Linked DNA regions of Rattus norvegicus: region 1 is linked to region 2. The links are chromatin contacts, called in public Hi-C maps. All regions are on one chromosome and are shown on one strand. Each heading gives the region's core, a stretch centred on a gene start, on an enhancer-like site or on the middle of the called end of the contact. The rest is flanking DNA. Distances are from core to core; before and after follow the strand shown.

Region 1 (5,140 bases), core at 1,243-3,742, 170 kb after region 2:
GAGAGTTTAAGAATGCCAATTTGGCAGGGAAAAAATAACCTCAGTAATTATGGGCGTTTTATGTAAAGTTCTGTTTCTTGTGCTTCCTGACCTTACAACAGCTAGAGTTTTCAATAGATCGTGGGGATAGTGACTCATTTAAAGAAGACACCAACCCTCTCCAGGAGAATGAGGGAGAGGTGGAGGGAGAGGATTAGAGTTTTGAGCCATCCTGAGGATGTGTACACCTCTCAGCTATGTGAGATTTCCCGGGGAGCATATCTGTCTCTGCATGGTTCCCACCAAGAATTGTGGAATAACTTCCTGAAACCCAGATTAGAGGGGCCACCTGGTACTGCTCAGTTGCTGGACAGTTGTTCTGTCATGATTGAGACAGCCCTTGTAGTGTGTCACCCATCAAGGAGGCTAGGAAGTGATGTTGTAAAAATGATTTATTGTCAATTTTTTTGAAATATATATTAAAGTGTCAAGGAGCTATGATAGTCTAGCTTAGCTGTAGTCAGTGTTGGTGGCTTCTGTTAACTTCCAGGAGGATCTGTATGGGGAGAACAAAGAAAATTGACGAAAGTGCTAAGACTGTCTTTCAAAGCCATCCTGTAGTCCCTGCTGGGGCATGACAAAGGGAACGGACACTTGGTTATAGGAAGCAGCCACTCAGCCAGCAACAGAGGTATATAACACAGAAGCCAGTTCTCCAAACCTTGTTACCAGAGGTGGGGCAGCAGGGTACTCTGAGGCAGCCTCTCAATGGGTTGGCCAGAGCCTTTAAATCCTTGCCTTGATTCAGTGCTGAACCAGTTGGTTGGAATCCAGGTCAGGCTCTGCCACTGGGGAGGGTAGGAGCAGCACCACAATTGGGCACATGGTACAAGATCATGGAGACAGGCCGAAGCCAAGGTCAGGGTTCCTCCTTACCAAGCCAGCGAGACTCCTATGACCTGTGCTGGTGCCTTGAGGACATCTTTTTTGTCAATGTTTGGGGGTTCCCACTCAGGAGACCCATTTGCCGAAGTTTCATAACCAGACAAATTCTCACACTTAAGTTTCTGGGTATACCCCACAAGGAGTGTCCACATACTCACAGGCTACTTAGGAAAGTCTTGTCATCCACTCAAACCTGCGCCCCAGGACAAGGCCCTTATAGCTGTTCCTGCTGCTTTGAAACAGCCCTTCCTAGAGGGAGGGGTAGGGCAGCTGAAGAAACTCACAGCAAAGTTCTAAGTCTCAAGAGGACCATACAAGTTCAAAGCTGACTCCCCACCCTTCCTAGAGCCTACATAATTAGTGAAGGGTTTCTGGGGAGGCGAGACCCTTCCACGGTGTTGCTGTCAAGTTGTCCAGGGACTGGTACAGTTCCGTTTCTTTGGTCTGCTATTGCCCTCTCTGTCCAGGTGAATAGGCCTCTCTGTACATATCTCTAGACAAGTCAGTACAACCGAGTCCTAAGACAGTTGTCTGAGTCCAAAAAGGGGAGATGTAGCTCTGCCCCAGGCCTGGCAGTTGGACACTGAAGCAAGTTTTAATCCTCCTTCTTCCCCTTGGACCAGCCACAAGACAGTCGATAAATAGTAGTGAACCCCATTATAGGTCTAGGAGGAGCCCTCTCATGTTTGTTCCCCAGATTCCCCCTCCCCTTCTCTCTCCCAACTCCCTCCCTCCCATCCTCTCCCCCCCACTCTCCCCCACTCTCTCTCATTGTGTTCTCTTTTAGCTTCTTCCCTCCCTATCCCTGTTACCCTCTCTTCTGAGGTGCCCTGTCCGAGGATATTAACAAAGAGGCAAGGGCTAAGCTAGGCAGGTCCTTTCTCTGCAGATTCTGGGACTTGCTGTGGCAGCCCCGGCTACTTTATAGTGTTTTGATTTTTTTTTCCTTCATGGAATTGTCATTGCTTCATTGAGCTGCAAAAAAAATGATGTCATACTGTGGGGTCCCAGTCCATTTCCCAGCTGTTAACCTAAGTCCCCTGACCTTTCTTGTCTGCCTGCTCTTGGAGAAAATGAAACACGTTGAAACATATAGGTCAGAAAACCTCAGGAAGGCCTCTGAACCTCCAGGATGGGCTAACTTCTGAGGTACGTTAATGACGCCCACCCAGCCTTACCTGGGTGTCACATCCGGAGCGTGGCGAGGGCCCCCTGTCTGTAAAATGGGGGAAGAAATGAGCTTCAGGTTGTGCCTGCAATTTCCTGACAGAAGCCCTTTCTTCCCATACACTGGGTTTAATTACTAGTGACAATGTTCGATGTAATTCGGGCTCCTCCCACGGTTTTTGCTCCAGGTTTTGTACTAAAGTCTGTGCGAAAACTTAAACCGTAAACGCTGCATTTGTGTCTTCTTGTCTTAGGACTGGTGAGACCTCAGACTGAGTGACATTGTGGAATTACTTCCTGGCATGTCAAAGGCTGAAATTGTCCTGTCAAGAATGACTGTTCTTTTAGGATTGTAGAGAGCCGGGCTGGGCTCGGACTGGATCTTTGCTTTGGTGTAAGTTTTCCTCTGCCAGGAAACCAGTGCTCGCACATCATTTGCATACAGCCAATGAGAGCCGTCTACTGTTCCGCAGAGGTTTTGGAGATTTGTATGACGACATCTTGGAAAAATCTCAGCTGGGGAAAGGCGACTTTTTCCCCCTCTCCCTAAGCCCCATCTTAAATAGTTTCCTTCCCACAGCCCATATGTCCACATTCAAAGTAACCCAGCCCATTCTGCCCGGCCCCTGTCACTAGCTTAGGAATCTCAACAGCCACACGAAACTGGAAATTGGCTGTTTAAAACGAAGGTGCCATATTCGTTCCAGTCTGTAAACTAGACATTTTTTTGGCACACAGCAGTGGAGAATTAACCCTTTTATGTCTCCCAGACAAGGGCACAGTAAAATGCCTGTTCTTTTCTTTGTGACTAGAATGGCAAACTCTAACGTGTTGATACCCAATGTGGTTATTAACATTGTGAGTGGGGTTCTGGCTAACCAAAGGCATATACTACTGTGCTGTTCCACATAATTCCACGAAAACTGGATATTGTTCAGGGTTCTCAAATGTTTCCCCAGATTTTCTCCCCTCACTTCTAGAAAGCAACTACTGGACTGCCCCGGCCTTAGAGGGTGTGGTAGCAGCCAGAGATGTGGCTTGTTGGTAAAACATCCGAGGGTCACCTTAAATTATTTCAGCACAGAGTAGGACATAAATACTAAAGCAAGATGTAGGTGCAGGAATAAGCAGTGGGCCCTGTACTGAGGGGGAAAGCTCAAATGCTCTTAACTTGGACGTTATCCTAATGGGCCCCTACGTGTGCAATAACCAGACCATGGCTAGAAATCTTATCATTCTATTATGGGGCAGATAACAGTGTGCTGATTGAGGACCCGGGCCTGGGAGACCGTGCACTGGATTGTTAGATAGCAATGTTTCAGCCCTGTGCCCTTGAAGAAGTCATGAAGCCTCTCACAATCACAGATACCACATCTGCAAAACGAAGGCGTTTATGTCTTATGTCTGAAGTGTTATGTCTAAAATGTTTACCCTGAATTTGTCCGTTTTCAAATTAAGTGGAATCCATACTGACTGATGTTTGAAGACATCTACTGAATGTGTTGAATGAAGTCCAAACCCTTGAACTAATACTTACACAGTGCATCTGTGCGATGCGTATAGGCGGGCACGTGCCACAGTGCATGTGTGGAGGTCGTAGGTGTTAGCATTCTGTCTAAGCTCCACCCCCACAGTTACCTGGCAACAGTCAGGTATGTTCCACCCCACGGTTACCTGGCAACAGTTAGGCATGTCTGACACTGTAAAAGGGGCTGCTTGCCCCCTCCTCTGTCTCTTGCTCCCTCTTGTTCTCTCTTGCTCTCTTGCTCTTACCCTCTATCCCCTTTGTCCTCTCTCCCTATTCCCTTTCCCCCTTCTCTACACGCTCATGGCCGGCCTTTCCTCTCCTCTCCTACTCTATTTTCTCTCTCTCTCTCTCTCTCTCTCTCTCTCTCTCTCTCTCTCTCTCCCTCTCCCTCTCCCTCTCCCTCTCCCTCTCCCTCTCCCTCTCCCCTCTGCCTTTCTCTGCCCTACTACCCTCTAAACTCTCCTCCCCATGCCCTGAATAACTCTATTCTATACTAAACTGTCATGTGACAGGGGGAAGGGATGTCTCAGCATGGGCCCACTGAGGCACCCCCTTTCCTCAGACCTCTGTAGAACATAATCCCCCCCCCCATCTTTTTATAAACACAACGTTGGTGCTGAACCCTGGGACATGTTCTCTCCCTCCCCATCAAATGAGTTCTGGGACTAGAAATCAGGGCAACAGAACTGATCGCAGTTCTGGCTGCTTAGAGACTCCAAGCTGCACTGGGCTTTCTGGTGGGCATAGAATGCCATTGATTCTTTCAGAAAGACCGAATTAGCAATTCTGGTGACCCCTATTTTACCATGAGGAAATTGAGGTCTGTCTTACAATGGAAGAGGAGGAAGCTTCCCTGTTTATGTCAAAGCCCTGTCGGGTTTCTGATACAGGACACCAGTGTTTTCTGACTGTAATGGGCAGCACTCTCACAGGACAGTCCCTGAGACCTCACTATTCAACAGCCTCCCAGACATGCTGAGGGCGCTAGGGTGGCTCAATGACTCAAACCCAGCACAGGAGCGGTGGAGAGCCACAGACACAAGGCCATGACTAGAGAATCCAGGAAGAACCTTCCTGATCCATCTCAGAAAGGGCATCTCTACTGTAGTCAGCCCATAGCCACATGGAGTGCCTTCTTGGGAATGAGCATATAATGGCCCTGTAGGATGATGTCATACAGGTGAAGGCAGGTACAAGATAGAACGAGGCCTGTCATTGGATGAGAAGGAAGGATGGGTGGGGAAAAGTTTCAAAGTGAGGAGGAGACTGAATCAAGGAAAGGGAGAACGTGGAGGCAGATGTTAAGATTTCTCTGTACATTCACAGGTTGTTATGAATGTTCTTAAGGGATGGATGTGTACAGACCTTTGTGAGTCTAGATGGGCAATTATATCTTATCAATTAGATCAGAGGTGATTGTGTTGTGTGTTCTTTCATGTGGCAAATTAAGTTTAAGAGAGTGTGTGGTGGCTGGAGACACTGGGCTGCCACGGAATTTGGATGTGTGTTTCTGGCATGGTG
Region 2 (5,098 bases), core at 1,814-4,313:
CTAAATTAAATCATTTGTTTCCTGGGGTTTCAGAGAGAGAGAGAGAGAGAGAGAGAGAGAGAGAGAGAGGGAGGGAGGGAGGGAGAGGGAGAGGGAGAGTGTGTAGGAGGAAGGGAGAGGTGTTGACACTGGGTGTGTCTTCCTCAATCACTCTCCACCTTATTGTTGAGACAGGGTCTCTCAGTGAACCGGTAGCTTGTGGATTCAGCTTGCGTGGTGACCAGCGAGCCGCTGGGCTCTTCCTCTCCGCACTCCTGCACTGCATTTACAGACTTGCCCCGTCCACAGCCTTTCACATGGACGCTGGGGTCCACACTCAGCTGGCAGCACAAGCACATTATTCTCTTTGTTGTCTCGCTGAAGGTATGCCGGTTTTACCACTTGTCAGATTTTGAAAGGGAAAGAAGAACTGGAGTGGCCACCAGCCTGCTTCAGGGGTTGGCTGGGAGTTTACTCTGTACAGTTGCTAAAAAGATGAGCCAAGCTGCTCTGCGTGTAAGAAGAAAAATGCTTTAAATGCTTTGCCTTTACCAAAAGAAAAAGAAGAAAGGAGAGCATTCCATTCACAAAGAACCGAGTCTCTCTGTCACTGTCTTCTGCATCAATAAGGGTATGAAATAAAGTTACACTCTCAGCTCAAATACAGTCATTTAACACAGACACTTTAAACACTGATACCAAAACCTCAACTCTCTTTGCTTTTAGCTCAACATCATCTCACAACACCCCCAATGCCCTCCAAAAACACATGCATGCACACATGTGAATGTGCAAACACACACACACACACACACACACACACAGAGAGAGAGAGAGAGAGAGAGAGAGAGAGAGAGAGAGAGAGAGATTTAGAAGTCACAGGGAGGATAAACACTATGGTCATGAAATCTAACCGGAGTTCCACTCAGGAGCTGTGCTGGAACTGACTATTGCCAAGAACATTAGAACTTATGAATGTGAAACCAACACATCTTAAACCGGTGCAGGGAAAAGAAATTCAAAGACTGATCTCTGCTCACAGGAGGAAACATCCTCACTGGCAGAAGGCTGTCCACAGGACCTCACAAGATGACAAGCTCCTCACCCTCCTATCCCACAGCTCCTGTCCCACATACCTCTGGTCTCCAAGGACTGATCCTTGTTACTAAATGTACTACAAAGAACTGTCACCCAGGTGAGCCACGACTTCACACTGGGTTCTCCTTGGCTGAACCTTGCAAAGGGGGTCAGGTAATCCCAAGCCACCCTCCTGTGCTCAGTCTGACAGAGTGCTTCCGTCTAGCCACCAGGATCCAAGCATGTTCCACACACACCCCCACCCCAAAGCACTGCTCACCACCTGCTTCAGGGTTGACTCAAGGCCTCTGTTTATTCTACTTTATTCATTCAGACACCAGAGTGTAAACTGAAGAACAAAGCCGCCCCTCACCACCCACACATTCCCGACAGTAAAGAGCGAAGGTCTACCTGGAAACAGAGTTCTACCAGGAACACTCTGAAGCTCTAGTACACTGACCTCAACGTGAAGAATAGCAATGGTGTCTCCACTGTGCAAAGTGGGGAGGCTGCAGGGATTGGCCAGCCCTGAAAACAAGACGATGTTCTCAGCTGCAAGTGTTGAAAGCTCAAATAAGAGGCTCAGATAACACAAGGACTAAAGCCCTGCCTGTCATTCCGTCTTGGAATCTCTTCTCAGAAACTGCACTTCTGCTTCATCTCGACAATGACCCTGGACTGAGAAAGCCACACTGGCCTGCCCATGCATTCAACAATCTGGTCCAGCCAAAACCCACCTTGCCGAAACGCACAGGGAGGGCGACTTAGCGGCAGGACCTATCCCACTGTTAATGAGGAGTAAATAGGAAACATCTAAGCTTTAAGTTTTATTTACTGACCACAAAAGGGAAAGTAAATGATTTTCAAACTGTCTCAGCACAAATCCATGGCCTCTAAAACATGCAAATAACACAGGGCCAGCTCCAATTGAAACTCTGTCATAATAACAACTGCTGAATTTATGTAACGCTTTGTCAAACCTTTTTAAAGACACAGACTAATGGGTGCGATAATTGTTTTAAAAGATACACATGAATTGTATTCTCCTTATACTAAGATGAAAAAAAAAAAAAAAAAAACAAGTTGAGAGGTTTAAAAGTTTGCCCGAGACACAGAGATGCAAAGGAAAATGATTCCTTGACAAACTAACTATGTTTGCTGACACAAAACTCCTGCTAAGATTCAGCCCTTAATCTTTGCCTGTCAATCCATGGCTTCAAGATTACTGTAAGTCTCTCACTTATATCTTGATGTCCTAACAAATTGAACCATGCATATATCATGGTTAAATCTTGTTTCCATATTTGGCACACTCCCTAGGACACTATAATTCTATTTATAACACAGTTCTTTATCCTGATTCTGTGAACATAGTGAAATGCTCCCCACGGCCAGGAGTGGGTATGAACAAGACATTCAAACAGCCGAATGTTCTCATTAACCAATGCCTTGCCTGTGGTTGAATTTATAACTTTCCAATAGCTGGAGGCAACGTGATTTATATTCACACTAAAAATAATACTGCAATTTAAAACTGATTCATTGCTGTAAGTCTCTGGGATTCTACTGTGTTCTAGAGCCACAATTATGACCTGTGATTACCCCTGCAACTCGGAAGGACACACACGCATTCAGGTATCTTTATAGTGAACACGGAAGTTGTTTCTTAAAAAATCTTAAGAAAGTGTGGGCTGAAAAAGCTGTCTCAGGAGCTAAGAGCTTGCACAGCTCCTATGAAGGACAGAGTTCAGTTCCCAGCACTAACCGGGACAGTTCACAACCTGTAACTCCAGCTGCAGGAAACCTTACACCTCTGGCCTCCAAGAGTGCCTGAACTCACACCAGCCGGCCCACACAGTTATACACATAATTAAAAATAAATTTCCTTTTAAATTCTAATAAAAACACATTATTTCTCATTTGTCTTTCCCTAAACCATTTGAGAAACGAGCCCAAGTGACTACACAAATAGACAAGAGGACTGGGAGAGAAAGCTCAGTGGGCAGGAGTGCTTCCCTGTAAGCATGAGGACTTGAGTTCGAATCCCCAGGCCCAGTTAAAAAGCCTGCTGTGGCCACAGGCTCCTGTCAGCACAGCACAATGAGAGGTAGGAAAGGAGGACTGCTGGGTTTGTGGCTGCCAAACCAGCTCTGTCTCAAGAGAATAAGGCAGACGGTGACAGAAAGGACTCTGGCTTCCACACCGGATACAATGTGCACACACATTCACAAGTGAAACACTCTGCTCCTGGAGTTAAAATATATTTCTTTTCTTTATAGCTTATGTGGAAAAATGGCTTGACACAAATTAAATACTCTTATACATTAATCTTCCTGGTGGGGTGAGGTATCAAGGGTGCCCATCCCCATGTCTGCCACTGCCACCCTCCCCTTACACTCAGAACAAAAAAGAAAGGTTCTGGGTTATCTGCAGATAGAATCCAGTCAGATGGATGCTCTTGGATTTTCACTCTCTCATAGGAGATCTGGAAGTTTTTGGAATTTTTTTGACCAAATGAAACTCAAAAATGTAGCAGATGTTAATTAAATCCATTTATCAAAATTTTTTTTCTAAGCCTTTCCTCATTGCAAAGGGTCATTCCTGCTGGTTTAGTCTAGCACAATTTGTGAATAAGTCTAACATTTAATAATTGATTTGGTCGGAGAGTGCTACATCTCACTATACAGAATATATATATATATATATATATATATATATATATATATATATATATATATATATTCCAGCTCTTGCCTGGCGCTCCCTATGTAGACCAGGCTTGCCTCAAACTTACAGGATCCATTTCCTTTCCCTGGCTCCTGAGTACTGGGAGTAAAGGCATGCCCCAGTACACCCTGCCTGATGATTTAATTTTATACTTTGATAGCAAGACTACTTAAATTCTTCAGAAGATTGCTGTACGTGCACAAAGACAACCTCAGAGAAAAGTCACTTTGAAAGAAGAGCATATGAGCAGGTGGTGTGGATGCGAAGGGTGTGGTTTTGTTCCTTCCAACTCCATAAACGGCTTCATCTTGCTTCCTCTTTGGGGAGGGAGGGGTGAGACAGGGTCTCTGTAGACAAACTGACCTGGAATGTACTATGTAAGCCAGGCTGGCATCTCCTGATCTTCCTTCGATTACAGGTGTGAGCCACCATGCCTGGCTAGCACGCTCCTTTATTACGCAGGATGCCAGGAAGAATTGGCTCCTTTACCAGCAATTCCAAGTACATCTATTCCAACTAAATCGCTAAGCTGAAGGTCTGCCCATCAGTGCTGACTGTGACAGATGCGCACCTTAAAATGTAAGTGGCTAACTTTCCACTCTGTTTGGAAAAGCGGACTGAGGCAAACCTACCCTAGACTTAGAATACGAGTTCAAGAGCTGAGCTGAGGCTCTAGCACCGTAGGAGAGTATTTGCTTCCAGCCTACAAAAGGCCATAGGTTCAATGCCAAGCACCCCCCAAAGGAAAGAAAATAGACCTAAAACATCTTCTGATTGTAAAGAAAGGACAACTGGTGAATCAAAATACCTCTCAGTAGAAGGTTAACAGACCTGGGGATCTGAAAGTTCTGTGTTTGGAATTTAAATTTAAAATAATTTGGAAAAAAAATAAAATTCAAACAACAGTTGAGTCACAGAGCCACATTTCAAACACATGATTACGGGTGCTTCCTGGTTGCAGTATGACAGTCTAGACAGAATCATGTCCACCCCTGGAGATAATACTGCATGTTATTCTGAATTTCTGGTACCTTGATTTCTGTGAACTTAGATGCCCCTGTTTATAAAATGTACATCTACTGCAACTGAAATCAAAATATTCAAAATTTAATCAAATAATGTATAAACAGCAAAATCAGGTTTATCTAAGAAGGGATATACTATTAGTACAATAACGGACAGGCATGTGGCTCATACCTGTCACCTAGCATCCAGGAGGCTGAGGCAGGCGGCCAGTCCAAGCCTGTCTCAAAATACCACACAGCAAAAAAAATCTGAAGGTGCAATTCCGTATTTTGTTCTATGACCCTTCCCT

The links. Hi-C and Micro-C count contacts between places; a contact is called where the count stands out from the background.
Region 1: a contact with region 2 is called in a Hi-C map of the Rat2 cell line, with 4 times the contacts expected there. The contact joins two enhancer-like sites. A contact is called at or near these places in 5 of 12 Hi-C or Micro-C datasets (the A7r5 cell line, the Rat2 cell line, Schwann cells and 2 more).

The regions. Positions count from the first base shown.
Region 1 is chr2:112,704,134-112,709,273 of GRCr8, forward strand. It overlaps a transcript of Tmem212 not described here. Among named protein-coding and RNA genes, the nearest start is that of Tmem212, 35 kb to the right of the region's middle. Within about 2 kb of position 2,493, at least 33 of the 93 cell types and tissues checked have an H3K27ac peak or open chromatin away from gene starts, as enhancers often do.
Region 2 is chr2:112,538,493-112,543,590 of GRCr8, forward strand. It overlaps a transcript of Fndc3b not described here. Among named protein-coding and RNA genes, the nearest start is that of Fndc3b, 65 kb to the left of the region's middle. Within about 2 kb of position 3,064, at least 4 of the 93 cell types and tissues checked have an H3K27ac peak or open chromatin away from gene starts, as enhancers often do.